Linked DNA regions of Sus scrofa: region 2 is linked to region 1. Evidence: chromatin contacts called from public Hi-C data. All regions are on one chromosome and are shown on one strand. Each heading gives the region's core, a stretch centred on a gene start, on an enhancer-like site or on the middle of the called end of the contact. The rest is flanking DNA. Distances are from core to core; before and after follow the strand shown.

What was found. A called contact is a pair of places that touch in the nucleus more often than the background predicts.
Region 2: a contact with region 1 is called in a Hi-C map of liver, with 9 times the contacts expected there. The contact joins two enhancer-like sites. A contact is called at or near these places in 5 of 47 Hi-C or Micro-C datasets (liver and skeletal muscle).

What each region holds. Positions count from the first base shown.
Region 1 is chr6:33,213,660-33,220,574 of Sscrofa11.1, forward strand. No RefSeq gene overlaps it. Among named protein-coding and RNA genes, the nearest start is that of SALL1, 510 kb to the right of the region's middle. Within about 2 kb of position 3,777, at least 6 of the 83 cell types and tissues checked have an H3K27ac peak or open chromatin away from gene starts, as enhancers often do. A contact at or near this core is called in liver, where this site is marked.
Region 2 is chr6:33,519,662-33,527,143 of Sscrofa11.1, forward strand. No RefSeq gene overlaps it. Among named protein-coding and RNA genes, the nearest start is that of SALL1, 210 kb to the right of the region's middle. Within about 2 kb of position 2,215, at least 9 of the 83 cell types and tissues checked have an H3K27ac peak or open chromatin away from gene starts, as enhancers often do. A contact at or near this core is called in liver, where this site is marked.

The sequences.
Region 1 (6,915 bases), core at 2,527-5,026:
GATGCAGAGCCAGAGGAAAACATTTCAGGGGAAATAATCCACGAACATTTCAGAGCCAAGTCCTCAAAGTGGCCCCATTCAAGAAATGGAGCAAATGCTGGAGAGTTGTATATTTTTGAAAAGAATGTATGCATCCATCTTTGGGAGTCACAGCCCTGTCACTACTGCGAACAGGAGCTGGGACTCCTGGAGGCAGGACCAGACCCAGCAGGCAGGGAAGGCTCGAGAGGGCAAGTTCAAGGCAGCCCGAGGCCCTCCAGCCTCTGGGCTTTGGGTCCATCCTCAGTTGCTGAATGGCCTTTCTGCAGGGGCGAGTATAGGGTTAAAAAAAGTCGGAAGAGGAAGGGCAGGGGGAGAGACAGGGCTGTCCACTCGGCCTCATTTATTCTTCCTCTACGTTCATTGGAGAAATGTGAGCTCCAAGTGGGACACGAGAGCGTCCCCGGACAGCACGCTGCTTTGCCATCCTCCGCTGCCTCGGTCCTGCTGTATGCGGCCGCTTACTCGCCCTTTCCTCACCATCGCCACAAGCACGCACAGTCCTCATGGGAACCCACTGTTATGCTGGGGCGCCTGGATGATTGAACTGTGAAAGGTCCAAAGCCTTCAGTTACTTCTTGCTTCTGTGGCCCAAGAAGAACCCCACCCCTGAGCCCCCATGGGAATAGTGGCTCTGCTGGGACTGGACTTGGCTTGACCGGGAGGACAGTGTGTGGCCGCAGTCCCTGTCTCACCTGGAGTCCTCTGTGCCACTTGCAGTTATGTTGTTTCATTCCAGGGCTTGTAGCTAAGCTGACCTTTCTATGTGTTACTACCAGTTTCCCTAACCCCTCTTTCTTCCTTCCGGGGTGTGAGCTTTTGTAATTTGGTTTTGGTGGTTAGATTGCTTGGGGAGGGGGGCCCAGCCCGCTGCAGCACTGTACGGGGCACTGCGGCGGCGGGGGGACCTGACAGGAGACACACATGCAATTCCTTCTTCCCCATTCCCATCAGAACGTCATCAAAATCGTGCTAACGGAGTAAATGATGCACTGATTTTTAGAAATTTAGTATTCTAGAACCAAAATGGATCTGAGGGATTAGACAGCATGAGGTCCTCGGTTTAAAAATAAGGCATCTGTGTGGTGTAGGTTGCAGATGTGGCTAGGATCTCGCATTACTGTGGCTGTGGCTGGCTGTGGCTGTGGCTGTGGCTGTGGTGTAGGCCGGCAGCTGCAGCTCTGATTCGACCCCTAGCCTGGAACTTGCGTAAGCCGTGGGTGCAGCCCTAAAAAGTCAAATTATAATATAAATGAATTAATAAATAAATAGAAATAAGGAAAGTGAAGCTCAGATGTCGGAAGGGGTATGGCTGAGCTCCATTCCTCATCACCTAGCTTCCCCCCCCCAACCCCACCAAAGGGCTCTCCCATGGCTGCCCCAAGATTTCCCATGATTCAGAATAACTGTTTAGCCATGAATCTGGAGCACAGTCTCCAAATGCCTAACTCATTTAAAGTCTGTGATAAAGACTAGAACATTTTAGGATGATCTGTTTAGTCTTTTAATCCAGATAAACAGGGCCCTGTCTCTAATCATGGCCTTAGAACTATGGCTTTACTGGGGAGAGAGGAATAATTTGCATAGTGTTTGCTTGTGCATAAGTGGGGGCTTTCAGGTTTGCAATCACTTGGTAGAACAAAGCCCTCGAAACCATCATGAACCATGGTTGTAGACAAAGAAAGTGCTGGACTCTTGGGCAAGAGAAGGGTTGCTATGCAAAAATGCACCTGGGTAGGAAACTTCAAAATTATAAACTAGTGGCATTTCCAAATGAGTGGCATTTTACTTTATGGCCCTTTGCAGCAGGCATGGTCACTCGGAAATGATTATATAAGGGACTGGTTTTATTACACAAGCTTACTTGGTATCTCTGCCACAGGCGGCTATCCTGGGGGAAGACAAGTTTGATTCAGAAACCCACGCTGAATTTCTAGACCTGATTTCTGGCCCTGGTGCCACCTCTAAACAGCTGTGTAACTGGGCACATTTCCTCTGCCTCTGCTGATTTTAGTTTCCTGATGAAAGACTTGCACGAGAGAATCTCGAATAGGTTTGCCAGATAGAGTAAAAAACCAAAACATGAAAACACAAGCATCTAGTTAAATTTGTATATCAGATGAACCATGAATGTTTTTAAGTATTCTTATCCTAAACAATTCTTCATTGCATTTTGTGCAGTGTGGCCAGGTAACCTGTATTTTATCTGGCAAACCTAGTCTCAAAAATCCTTTAGACCCAAAACTTGAAATCTGTAATGAACATATCTGATTTTTTGTGTCGGTTTCTAAGAGAGGGTGGGCTTGCTCAGGTCAGGAGAGAGAGAGAGAGAGAAGCAGTTCCTTGAAAACACCAGCCGATATCCAGTCCGCAAAAGCACAGTGCCCAGCAGCCAGAGGAACAGTGAGGTAGCAGATTCTCCTCCCTTTGAGAGGTAGCCCCTGGGATAACCGTAGCCTTTTTGAATGGCACAGGCCCCTCCCATGGCTGCGGGGCTAGACTTCAAGGGCCCAGGTAGATAACTCTATCTCCTAAAAGGTCTCCTTCGTAGGCTGTGCTGTGCCCGATGCTCTAGGGAGAGCCGGGTGAAGCGAGATCATTTCTAGTCCTTTCTGTACAGAAGCAGTTACAGTTAATCCTTGCTACATGCCATCAGGCACCGAGGACCAGAGAATGCCCACAACAGAGGCCGAACCAAGCCATCCTTTAATGGAATCCTGGAATGGCTGGGGACCTCCTTTGTGTCTCTAGGTGAAATGGAGATGCTTTTGTTTGGGGCAGGGTACAGGGGAGGAGTACAGAGCAAGGTAGCGGGAGGAGGGGGAGCCCCTGGGAGTGCATGTTGCAGAATGGAAACTGCAGTGAGCAAAAGGCCTGGGAACTGGACATGGGGTGAAAATTATAAGATTTCCAACATAGCCCTAAAAAATAATTGTAGATAGGACTTTACCCCGGGTTACAGCGAGGTCCCTCCCTGAAGAGTAATGACCACCTCTTCGGTCCATTTAGTTTGGGTCTTTTACAGTCTATCAGAGATGAGTCTCCTGGAGTCTGGGATCCCGTTCAAGACAGTGTGGAAAATGCAGAAATGTGTTGATGGCATTTCCACAGTCCTCAGGATCTGGGCTTGAGAGGACTGATTTCTGGAATGGGGTTGTTTACCCCAGTGATTTGTGGAATGGGACGTGCAAGCAACCCCAGTGTGTCCAAAATCACTTCTGAATACCTCTCCCCTTCCACCAACCCCCATGACCCCCCTCCACGACCCGCCCCCCCAATACATGCGCAGCCAGGACATGAATAAACCTGGATACCCGGAAGGTTCCCATGAATTCTACCTCACCTCCGTGAAGAACTCAGAGCCCGGGTGTGAAGACTAGGTGGCTAGAACACAATGCTTTATAGACAGAGAAAAGGGGAAAGCAACTCTTTGCTTTGGATGCAAATCAACTCAGCTTCACCTTTAACGCGGAAAACCCGTGCCCTTGGCAAGATGTCTGGGGACCATTCCAGAGGTATTAATCTTCCTCCGTTTACATGTTAAATAGGTCTTTGGAAACTGTTTCTCTAGCCTCGCTTTTTTTCCTCTCCAGCACAATCTCCCCCTCTCTTTCCTTTTTAGTACAGTCAGAATTCCCCAGCAGCAGGAAGCCCCCCGGGGACAGAGGTCGGGGAGCCAAGACGGGTAGATTTCCAAGCCACCCTCTGGCTGCGAGGCCGGCCGGCAGATGGCGCTGTGCCGCACGGTATGGCCCCTGCGTGCCGGCCGGCGCTGGAGCGGGCAGGCTGCTCAAAGTTTCTAGTGCCATTCCTGGACCGAAACAAATGTTTGTGGAATTAAGTAGTGATTTCCTTTAGTCTGCGCGACTCTTACTGGCTGTGTTTTCAGGCTCTAGATGTTAACATATGCCATATATTGCTTTTTCGGGGGAAATCAGGGGTTTCCAAGCACACTTAAACCCATCCTAACCGCTCAAGTCAACTAACCAAGGTCTGCTTTTCTGATAAAATAACCCATAAAACGTCCATATTAAGAGCTAGAATGGTTTGGAAGACAAAGAAGTGCTGAAAAATGTAAGTAAACAGAGCACCTAAGATTTTTTCTTTCTAAATAAACCAGAGGGGTAGGGGGATTCTTTTTTTTTTTTTTACTTTCCAGACTCAAAAAGCATGAAAGTGGACAGGATGAAACTCAAAGCCTGGATGGAAAAAGAGTGGGGTCTCTGGCTGCGAGGGGTGGGAGAAAGGGAATCGCATTATATGGTTGCTGGCAACACTTGGGTGCCATGATCATATATGTATAATTGTGGAGAAAATTTAGATGTGCTGGTCTTGAGGGCACAGCCACAAGGCCATGGGTTTTCAGAACCAAGTTAAGCAGCGGTGGATTAGGGCACTAGGATTTGTCACTGCCGTTGCTCCCTAGTGCCAAGTGACCCCATTAGTTAGGGCTCAGTATGTATTTAATGTTGCCATAAAATCCGTCTTCTCAAAGTAAACAAGGCAAGTCTGTGTGCGGCTCCAGCAAGATGTATGCAGCTTTGTTTGGGATAATGGATTTGCCATGATTAAAAAACAGTGGGGATTAGATGGACCCAGCATGGATAAATATGACTAATTGTCATCTCCTCGTGTGGGCATCAACATGGCTAGCACTGCAGACTAGAAGATGGGGGAGCAAGGGAGTTCGGGCGGGACCAGACTCTGCAGAATTGATCTGAACTGATTGATAAAGCAGGGCTGGAAGGGAGCCTTGAGGAGGTCTTGCCTTCTGTGTGCATGTGAACAGAGCTTTTTAGAATTTCCAAAAGCATTTTATTGCTTAAATTGGACTCTGGTCGAAGCCCTGCAGAGCGAGCACACAGCTGTCTGCCTTGTGCCGAGGAACTTTGGGCTTCTCTTTCTTAAATGTTGACGAAACTTTTGAAACTGGCAGAACATGCCATTTCATCTTTTACATAAAAGGATAGGTTTTGAAATCTTGTTTTAGACTTTTCAAAAGTTTTTAGCAAGTTACCCAATTCTTGTTTCTTTTTATGTACATGGAGATCATGTTTAACTTCCTTAACTTGTTTTACTGTTTTGTTTGTGAATCAGGAACTATGGCTGTATGGGGTTTTTTGTTTGTTTGTTTGTTTGTTTAGATAATGAATAAATATATCTAGTACTGAAATTCTTTCTTTTAAAATAAGAAATATTCTCAGACTTTGAAACTTAATCATTAAAGAGTAATTGTATTTATGGTGATTAAATAAAACGATGAGGTATATTCATTTACTAACATATGGTTTTCAACAGTTGATGCTGTTTTTTTCACCTGTTTTCATTTTTTAAGCGAAAGTTCAAAGACATTTTTCTAACCAAGTGTCATTTACTATGTCAGCATATGCTGTTTGTACCATGAATATTGTTAACAAAGTGGAATGAAACTTTAGTGCTGCCACTAATAGCAATATATTACAAACATTGCAAATTTTATCCATAATATCCAGAAGCTGATTTTGGATCCAATTTAGAGCTGTCTTTCAAACAGAGCCACATTAAATTTAAAATTAGTCAAGGATTATAGTTTCCTATGAAGAATGTCTCCACCTCCAATATGAGCAAATGTCATCAAAATGAAAGGGGAAAAAGAAAAGAAAAGAAAAGATGAGATGAGATTGTTTTGACACAAGCGAGAGGAGCTTAGTGTTGTTTCATTTTTAACCTCATTTCAAATTATCTTTAACCACCCTGATATTTCTGCATAGAGATAATCACATCTCATCAGCCTTCTCAAAACCCAGCAGATCCATACCCAGAGCTCATGCTTCTTGTTAAATCATACTGCTAAACAAAATGTTACAGCTCCTGCAGAAAACTGATGGAGATGGGCTTCACGGACGGTCTTTTGTTCGTTTGTTTTTCTTTCCATCATTCAATTTTATTTTCTCTCCTTGGGTAACTAATTTTCATAAGGTGTCCAACTGTTTTTCCTAGAAAGTCAGGACATGAGTTTAAAAAAGATAAAAGCAAATCTGCCCTATAGATGATGAAGATAAAAACCTGTTGAAATGCTCCTGGGAAAAAAATAAACACATGGATTCACAGGCACATTGAATAGAAGAAAATCCTTCGCGGGGACGGAAACCTGGGACTTGGGGAGAAGAAAAAGTGACCCTGGCTTTCCACATACGTAATCAATTATTCCTTAGCATCCTTTTAAGAATTTGCATATCGTGGAGGTTTTAACAAACACACCAGGAACACTGGGCTTATTTATTTTAGCAGTTTTGCACCTGCAGATGTAAAATCAAAAGCCCCCTGCTTAACATGTGAAAAACTAATATGTAAATGACTGACTGCCTTATCTGTACACAATTTGCCTTAACTTCACTTCCTCTTACTTTGTCATTTAATTTGTACGGTTTCCAAATCAGAGCGACTATCATCTATTAGTCCCTCTGGTGACAGAGGGCAGGGCGTTGTTGTATCCGAGTTAATAAAGCAGAAACACAAGCCTAATTACTGGCAAGATAAACCATGCTGACAGGGGTTCCCTTCCTCGAGGTCTAGAGGTCTGCACCCAGACATTTTGTAGGGAGACTGTGCACCAAGGACAGACAGAACCCAAGCAGGTGGGGTGCGTTTGTTTTCAGATAGCAATCCTGATGAATTTCAGGAATCGTCTTCTCCAGAGCATGAGGTGGTAAATTGTGCATCCACCCAGGGAAGCAAGTGCATATTCATTAATCACATGAGATAATAAGGGGCAAAGGTGCTTTATAACTGCAAGGGGCAAAACAAATAGAAAGTGGCATTTTTGTTATAAGGGCATGTACGTATGTTTAAGTAAGTCTGCATACACATGAATGTGTTAAATAGCTCAGAGGTGGT
Region 2 (7,482 bases), core at 965-3,464, 300 kb after region 1:
GAATTATCATCCATCTCCTTTAACAGTTGAGAAAATAGACCTGGAGATGTCAGGTAGCTCGTCAAAGGTCCCACAGCCAGGAAATGACAGTCCAGGAGCTAATCAGGACACCTTGACCCCGGAGCCCACTCTCTCAACATGAACTTGCTGGATCTGTCCATCTTCTGCCTTTATTCCATGAAGAACCCAGGGAGGGTGACAGCTTCGTCTCCTACACGCCCTGCACAGGGGAGGTGCTCCAAAAGGTTCAGATCAGACATTCTTTCAATTTACATCTCTAATAGGGGGCAGACCCGTTCTAGATCCTGGGGATACAGCAGCAAATGATGTGGCCCAGGTCTTAGTTTTCATGGGGCTTAAGTCACAGTGAAAGGAGGGCTCTGCTTTAATCCTTGGGTTGCTGGGACAAACTCATTGCTTCAAAAGGATTCTCTGGGTTTCCAGGGAGTGGCTTCCTGAATCTTCTGACCCCCTGCGTCCAGTCTGGGCCGGGGCTGGAAGGGTGTCCTGCTCACAGCCCCTGAGCAGGTGCCCTGCATGTGACCCAATTTCATTCCTTCCAGAATCTAGAATACGAAGATTAAACCAGTCCAGTTTAGGGGATGGTAGGGAGCACAACAGAGGAAGCAACATCTTGGCAGTGAGACTGCAGAAGGAGAGCCAGGGTGTCTGGCTGCTGGGGTGTCCACCCCCCTAATTTACAGTCTAATTGAGGAGTGCTTTTAACCTTGTTTGTTTGCTATCAACATCAAAAGGTCGCTCTTGATTGTAAATTTCTGGAATGTGAGATTGAGAACCGTCTTGAGGAGGCAAACTGTCCAGCATGAGGCTACTTCACAGTTCCTCCAACAGAGTTCTCTCATCCTTGGGGGATTTGGGGTAACTGAGTGACACTTTCTGGAACTCAGCTTTGCCATCAGTAAAATGGGTGGGTTGACTCTAGACTCCTAGACTAAGTTAGGGTGTGACCTTCTCCTGGGTCCTCTCTCCCACGCTCTGTAATCTGTGGTGCTTCCAAGACGGTGCCCAAGCTGGTTTTGTCCTTTATTTTATTTTTATTTTTTTTTGTCTTTCTAGGGCCACACCCATGGCATATGAGTCCAGTGGGAGCTGAAGCTGCTGGACTACACCACAGTCACCGCACTGTGGGATCCGAGTCAGTCTGCAACCTACATCACAGCTCATGGCAATGCCGGATCCTTAACCCACGGAGCGGGGCCAGGGATCAAACCTTCGTCCTCATGGACACCGGTCGCGTTTGTTACTGCTGAGCCATGATTGGAACTCCTAGTTTTGTCCATTTACCATGGAGTGTTGGATCTGGTGGGGACATGGGTGAGGTGAGAGCGATAGGAAAACAGCTGGCAGGGCTCTGGTCTCCCCTGGAAATGCGGGGATTCAGGAGTAAATCGTTTTGGTCTGAGGAAAGCAGTGACACACATACACACCCGGAAAGCACCCAGGCAAATCTCGCCAAACCCTATCGTGTTACCTGCCCATTTCTGCCCCAGGAGCCTTTTGTCAAGAAAGGCAGAGAAGAGCTTCTGGTGACAAGTTCTCCTTGACTCAAGTTTCCCTCTTCCCACTGATTTCATTTCTCATTATTTAATTTCCTCCTCATCCGACAGAATGAAATACAAAAATACCATTCCCAGGTCTTCTAAAGTCCATTCGCCCCCAATGCTTTGTTTCCAACTTACATAAAAGTTTAAATTTCCTCTTCCCCTGCTCACACTGCTGCCAAAACAGTCATCAGCAATGAAATTTTTGAAGATAATTAGCATATCGGATATCTGTAATAAGCTAATAATGTATTTCTTGGATTGTGCATCTCTGGTTAGCTGTTATTAATCACAAATATTATTCATGTCATTTGAAATATGCCTCTTGGCGGATGTTTTTATGCTTGAGGGATTCCAGCTAAAAGTCGTCCGAGAAGGGTGGGGGGCCCCCCTTCCCCCTCAGGAGAGGTGAGATTGGATCGCGTCTTGTTGAACAGGGTTAACCTTCAGGGGAACAGCATTAAGGGAAGTAATTATCCATTCACACTGAACTGGCTACAAAGAAAGTGAGAAAATCACCTTCTCAGAACTCACATGAAAAACATAATGTAGTTAATATTAAATAAAGAGATTGGGCAACCGAGCCTCTTTTTACAGTGTGTTCTGATGTGTCCTTGATCAGGGGCTGTTTTGTTTATGATTAATGAATGACTCACCTTGGGCCGTGTTCCGTTCGATGCATACCTCATTATGAATTTGAAGAGGTCATTTGTTCCTTTGGAGCTACAATAAAAAATCTTTTTGTACATTCAGAAGGTTACAAGTGTGATATGGGGGCAGAAATAGCGCAAAGAGCAGCGAGGCATTCTCTTTGGGGTGGTTTGGTGTATTGTTTTAGTTTTCTTTCTAATTTTTGGAATCTGGTGAGAAAATTTAAGCCTGAGCTCTGATTTTTAAAAAAGTAGATCTTACCATGACGTGGCTTGGCTCAACCGACCCGTGGAAGCAGGACTGCCTGATGGGGGCCGTGGATCAGAAGGGCTTCGGGTGGGTGGAAAGGACACAGACAAAAGCTCTCATGCTGTGTTGGAAGGTGCTTGTGGAGGGGAAATCAAATGGCGTGGAAACCAATCAAAAGTGAACACAGAGACCCAAGTCCTTAGCGAGGACTACTTCTTGCCATGCAATCCACCAGATGCTCTTGGTACCACCTCTTTTCCTCTTTAAAGTTACTTGCTATGTTCCTTTTAACTTAATTTCACTCAGGATGAGCAGAAGTTTGCCCTTTGATTTGCCAGACCCTACAAAACCCAAAATTGATGCCAAAGATCATAATTGGGGTGGGGGGGGATGGAGCAAAAAGAAAAAGACCCCAGGCCTGATCGTTTTTGCAAGGTAGATAAATAAAACTCTCTGATAAGGAAATATGTGTCTACCTCTTTATCATGATACCTAAACATACACAGAGAATCACACTTAGCTGAGGAAAATGGATGGATGGATGGGTAGATGGATGGATGCAGAAAGAGATAGATAGATAGGCAGATAGATATGGATTAATCATTCCGCAGGTACGGATTTTGATTTTCATGCAGATACACGCAGGGAGGACCACCATCCCAGAGCAGGAACTGGTGTGTTTGGAACCCATCACCCCACGTGGGGCAGCCAGCCGTTTCCTAATCACCATGGTTTCCAGCAGCGGCGCACACAAGCGTGTGGTTGACTACCTATGAGCCCCACCACAGCTCAGTTAATGATCTTTCCACCAGGTCTGTGTTCGCTTGTGCATTCAAATGAGGTCCTGTCACGCAGAAATAAAGGCATGCACATGCCCAGACCTTAGCGCTTGACTAAGGGCACCGCTCCATGGTAGACATAGTTCACTAGTCACATAACTAACTTTTTTTTAAAGTCGAGTTATTGCTTTATGTGTGAGAGAAACTATGTCCTTTGATCACAGCCATTCAGGTGGGATTAAATAACAGCAAATCTCAGGGACTGGAGCATTACTCCTGGCTCGGTCACCGAATAGCTGTGGGACCTTAGCCAGGCCATTTTCCCCATCTGGGTTTCAGAACCATTGCTATAAAATAAGGGCTTTGGACTAGATAGCCTGTATGTTGTTCCTTATCATCAATATTCTTTTCTTTTTTTTTTTTTTTTTCTGGAATGATATTCCCCCAATCCATGTTTTGTGATTCTGTTCCAGAAACAAATACATGAATAACAAACATGAAGTAGGACGCACCTCCACTTCAAAATGTTCTGCCTTTGAAATCGTCTTGCAGTTTCTGAAACTACATTCAGAAGATCAACGTGTCATTCTCCTCCCTAACCTCCACTCGCCTCATAGGTGTGAGAGCACCAACCAGACACACCAGACATTCTGATTCTGTGGCTGACAGTCCTTGAGTAGCTTATGACCCAGCAGCAGACCAGCCACCTCAATGGCAAACAAACGAATATGCAATTTTTACAGCTAAAACTAGAGGCGTCTTTTATCTTCTGACTTCATCGGTAAAAATAAAATAACTGGAATTGTATTCTTGCTAAGGCGAACAAACACCAACCACCATCCCTTACTGATATTCCAGTAGTGCTTGGCAATTTCCAAAAGTAAGTAAACTTTGAAGAAATTTAACAAAAGTCTGTAGGAAACGTCCCTCAAATTACCATGAAACTTTTTTTTTTCAGACTCAGGATCTGAAGAGCAGTAATGTTAAGTTCTTTAATGCATTGCAAAATGAAACAGAGGATTTTGACGGGACAAAGGTTTTTTTTCCTGTTTGGTTTTTTTTTAGATTATTATTTCACACTTTTAAAAAACAAAAACCCACCAGTTTGAAAAAAATGGAGAAGGAGCCAGAAGTTTTTTCTGAATCACTTTTACTATATACCACACTGGTAGCCATTATTTTAGAGTTTTAGCTTGAAAACTAATTATGCCAGGTTGGCAATATTGAGGCAAAAAACAAACAAAATCTTCTGATTTTTAAGATAAGGATTCTGACGTTCCCATCGTGGCACGACGGAAACGAATCTGACTTGTAACCATGAGGACACAGGTTCGACCCCTGGCCTTGCTCAGTGGGTTTAGGATCTGGTGTTGCCATGAGCTATGGTGTGGATCCTGCATTGCTGGGGCTGTGGTGTAAGCCGGCAGCTGTAGCTCTGATTTGACCCCTAGCCTGGGAACCTCCATATGCTGCAGGTGCGGGCCTAAAAAGAAGAAAAAAAAAAAAAAAGATAAGAATTCTGTGTGTGTGTGTGTGCATAAGTATGCTTCATCATCACAAGATAGCTGCTGCACCTTCAGAAGCCCCTCCCAGTAACTTTTTCCTACATCTCATTTGCCAGAACTTCCTCCTGCTCAAGTAACTGCAAGACCATCACTGGAGGGTCCTGTGGAGAAGGATGAACAGGAAGGGGTTCCACCATCGGTCTGAATCTGTCACGCTTGTCCGGTGTCACACTGATAAAGAGTCACAGTCAACTCTCAAGTGATGCTGGATGATATTTCCTGCTTTTATTAACACCCATGAGCTGTATAAGCAGCTGCTTTCCTGGGAATCCCAAGCTCGAAGGCCCGGGCACTTGTCTCCTTACAGCTTTGACAATTCTCGAGGAGGGTTCCGATGTGTAAGATTGTGATAGATGATCCTACTTGCTTTAAACACACAGTGGACGGAACGGCCTGCTCGCTTTCTCCCAAATGTCTCCCCTGCCTCCTCCTTCCTGGCGGTAAGCAGGAAGCAATGTCATTTGAAGGTGAAGATGGCTGTGGAATATGATTTGCCTTGACTGTCTCATATGGGAGAGAAGACAAACTCAGCCCATTCGCTCAAGAGGAGTAGAGGGAGGTTCGGGCAGTTGAGAATTCCTTCGTTTGAACCGGCTAATCTCCGTGGAAGATGCTTGCTGCTTCTCCCAATTGGCATTTATTTCGGCTTTTGCTAGTAACACATCACTTTTCTTTTGTACAAGTAAGCTACCCCCGTCTCAGTCCATGGAGCGCAGGGTAAATAACCACGCAGCTCTGAGCTCCAAAGGTGTGAAGTGACCCAAACTTGGCCAGTCGGGCAGTGCCCAGCCCTCTCTCCCAAGAAGCTGGCTCAGGGAGTGTCTTAGTCATTTCAGGCTACGGTCACCAGAACCTGCAGACTGGGTGACTTATAAGCCACAGATATTTATTTTGCACAGGTCAGGAGGCCAGGAGACAAGGGAGCCAGCATGGTCAAGTTCTGGTGGGCACTCTCTGCTGGGATTCGGACTCCTGACTTCTTCTCGTGTCCTCATGTGGCCGAGAGCAGCAGGGAAGCAAGCTCTCTCATGACTCTTATAAGGGCACTGACCCCATTCATGAAGAACAAGTATGGCGCATTGCAGAACCTCAGAAATGCCCAGCATGGCTGCAGCAGAGAGGAAAGGGTCATGGGAATAGAGTGGAAATAGGCACAAGGACGTCGTTAGTCTCTGGACCACACAAAGACTTGAGATGTTCATCTTCTTGCAAAGATGGGGTTTTTTAAAATTTATTTAATTGACGCATAGTTGATTTATAATGTGTTAATTTCTGCTATAAAGTGATTCATATTCATTCATATGTATGATAATATATGTTATACATAATTGAATTATATAATTCTATATAACAATATGTAATTATGTATTAATAATGATATATAATCATTATTTTCCATTATGATCTTGAATAGAGTTCCCTGTGCTACACAGTAGGACCTTGTTGTTTATCCATCCCATATATAATAATTTGCATCTGCTAGTCTCAAACTCCCAGTACATCTCCCCCATCCCCCAAACCTCTTGGCAACCACAAATCTGTTCTCTATGTCCACGAGTCCATTTCTGTTTTGTAAGTAATTCATTTGTATCATTTTTTTAGATTCCACATGTTAGCCATATCTAATGATACTGGTCTTTCTCTGATTTCTTTCACTTAGTATCATAATCTCTAGGTCCATCCATGTTGCTGCAAAGGGCATTATATCATTCTTTTTCAGGGCTGAATAGTATTCCACTGTGTATATATACCACATCTTCTTTACCCATTTAGGTGGTTTCCTTGTCTTGGTTATTGTAAATAATGCTGATAAGGGTTTTAAAAAGAGGTATGGCTTGACCTAATTTATATTCTAAAGATAAAAATTTTAAATGTGAAGACCATATCAGAGAAGTAAAGGTGGATTGGGGAAGAGGTTAAATGTGCCTGTCATAGAATATGACAATTACGAAGCATTTCTATAAACTGAGTTTAGTCATTTACCTGGGACCATAGAGCCAATAAGTGTCAGAACCAAATGGGGTTCAAAGAGTGAACTCAAAGCCAGCTTGTCAACCATGGTGCAGTGAGGAACATAAAATAAAACTAAAAGACCTTTTCTACATTATTAGATTCTTCTTCAGTTATTAGCAACTTGACAGTTGGCTCTTTCAAACTTTCCATTTGGTTTCCTCCCCCTCTTCTTTTTCTTTTCTTTCCTTTTTTTAAAATAATAGTTGCACACATTTTTAATGTGATTTAAGCAAAAATCCACTTGCTATTTCTGTGGCAAAGTTCAAAAGCTCCATATTCAAAAATGTATGACCAAGAACACTTAGCAAATTCCAGAAACCTTTGACCTTCAGTTTGTTGAATATTGTAGTTTACGTTTTCTCTAATTTGTCCCGAACCATTTGTACCCTGGATTATTAATCTATAACCAAACACAGCTCTGGGAACCCTCCCCCCACCACACACACAGCAATGATGCCAGGAACATGACCAAATCCATTATCTTTTCTTTGAATTCTGTCAATATATTTATTTCACATCTTTATTCTGGCTTCTTTCTCCCTTTGCATTTCATGGAAAATCTTTCCAGATAAGATCAGAACTGCTTTGTCATTCATCAGCCGTAATCAAGTCTAACTCAACAGCAGAGTTTAAAAACATATTTTTTTCCACGTTCAGATGCAA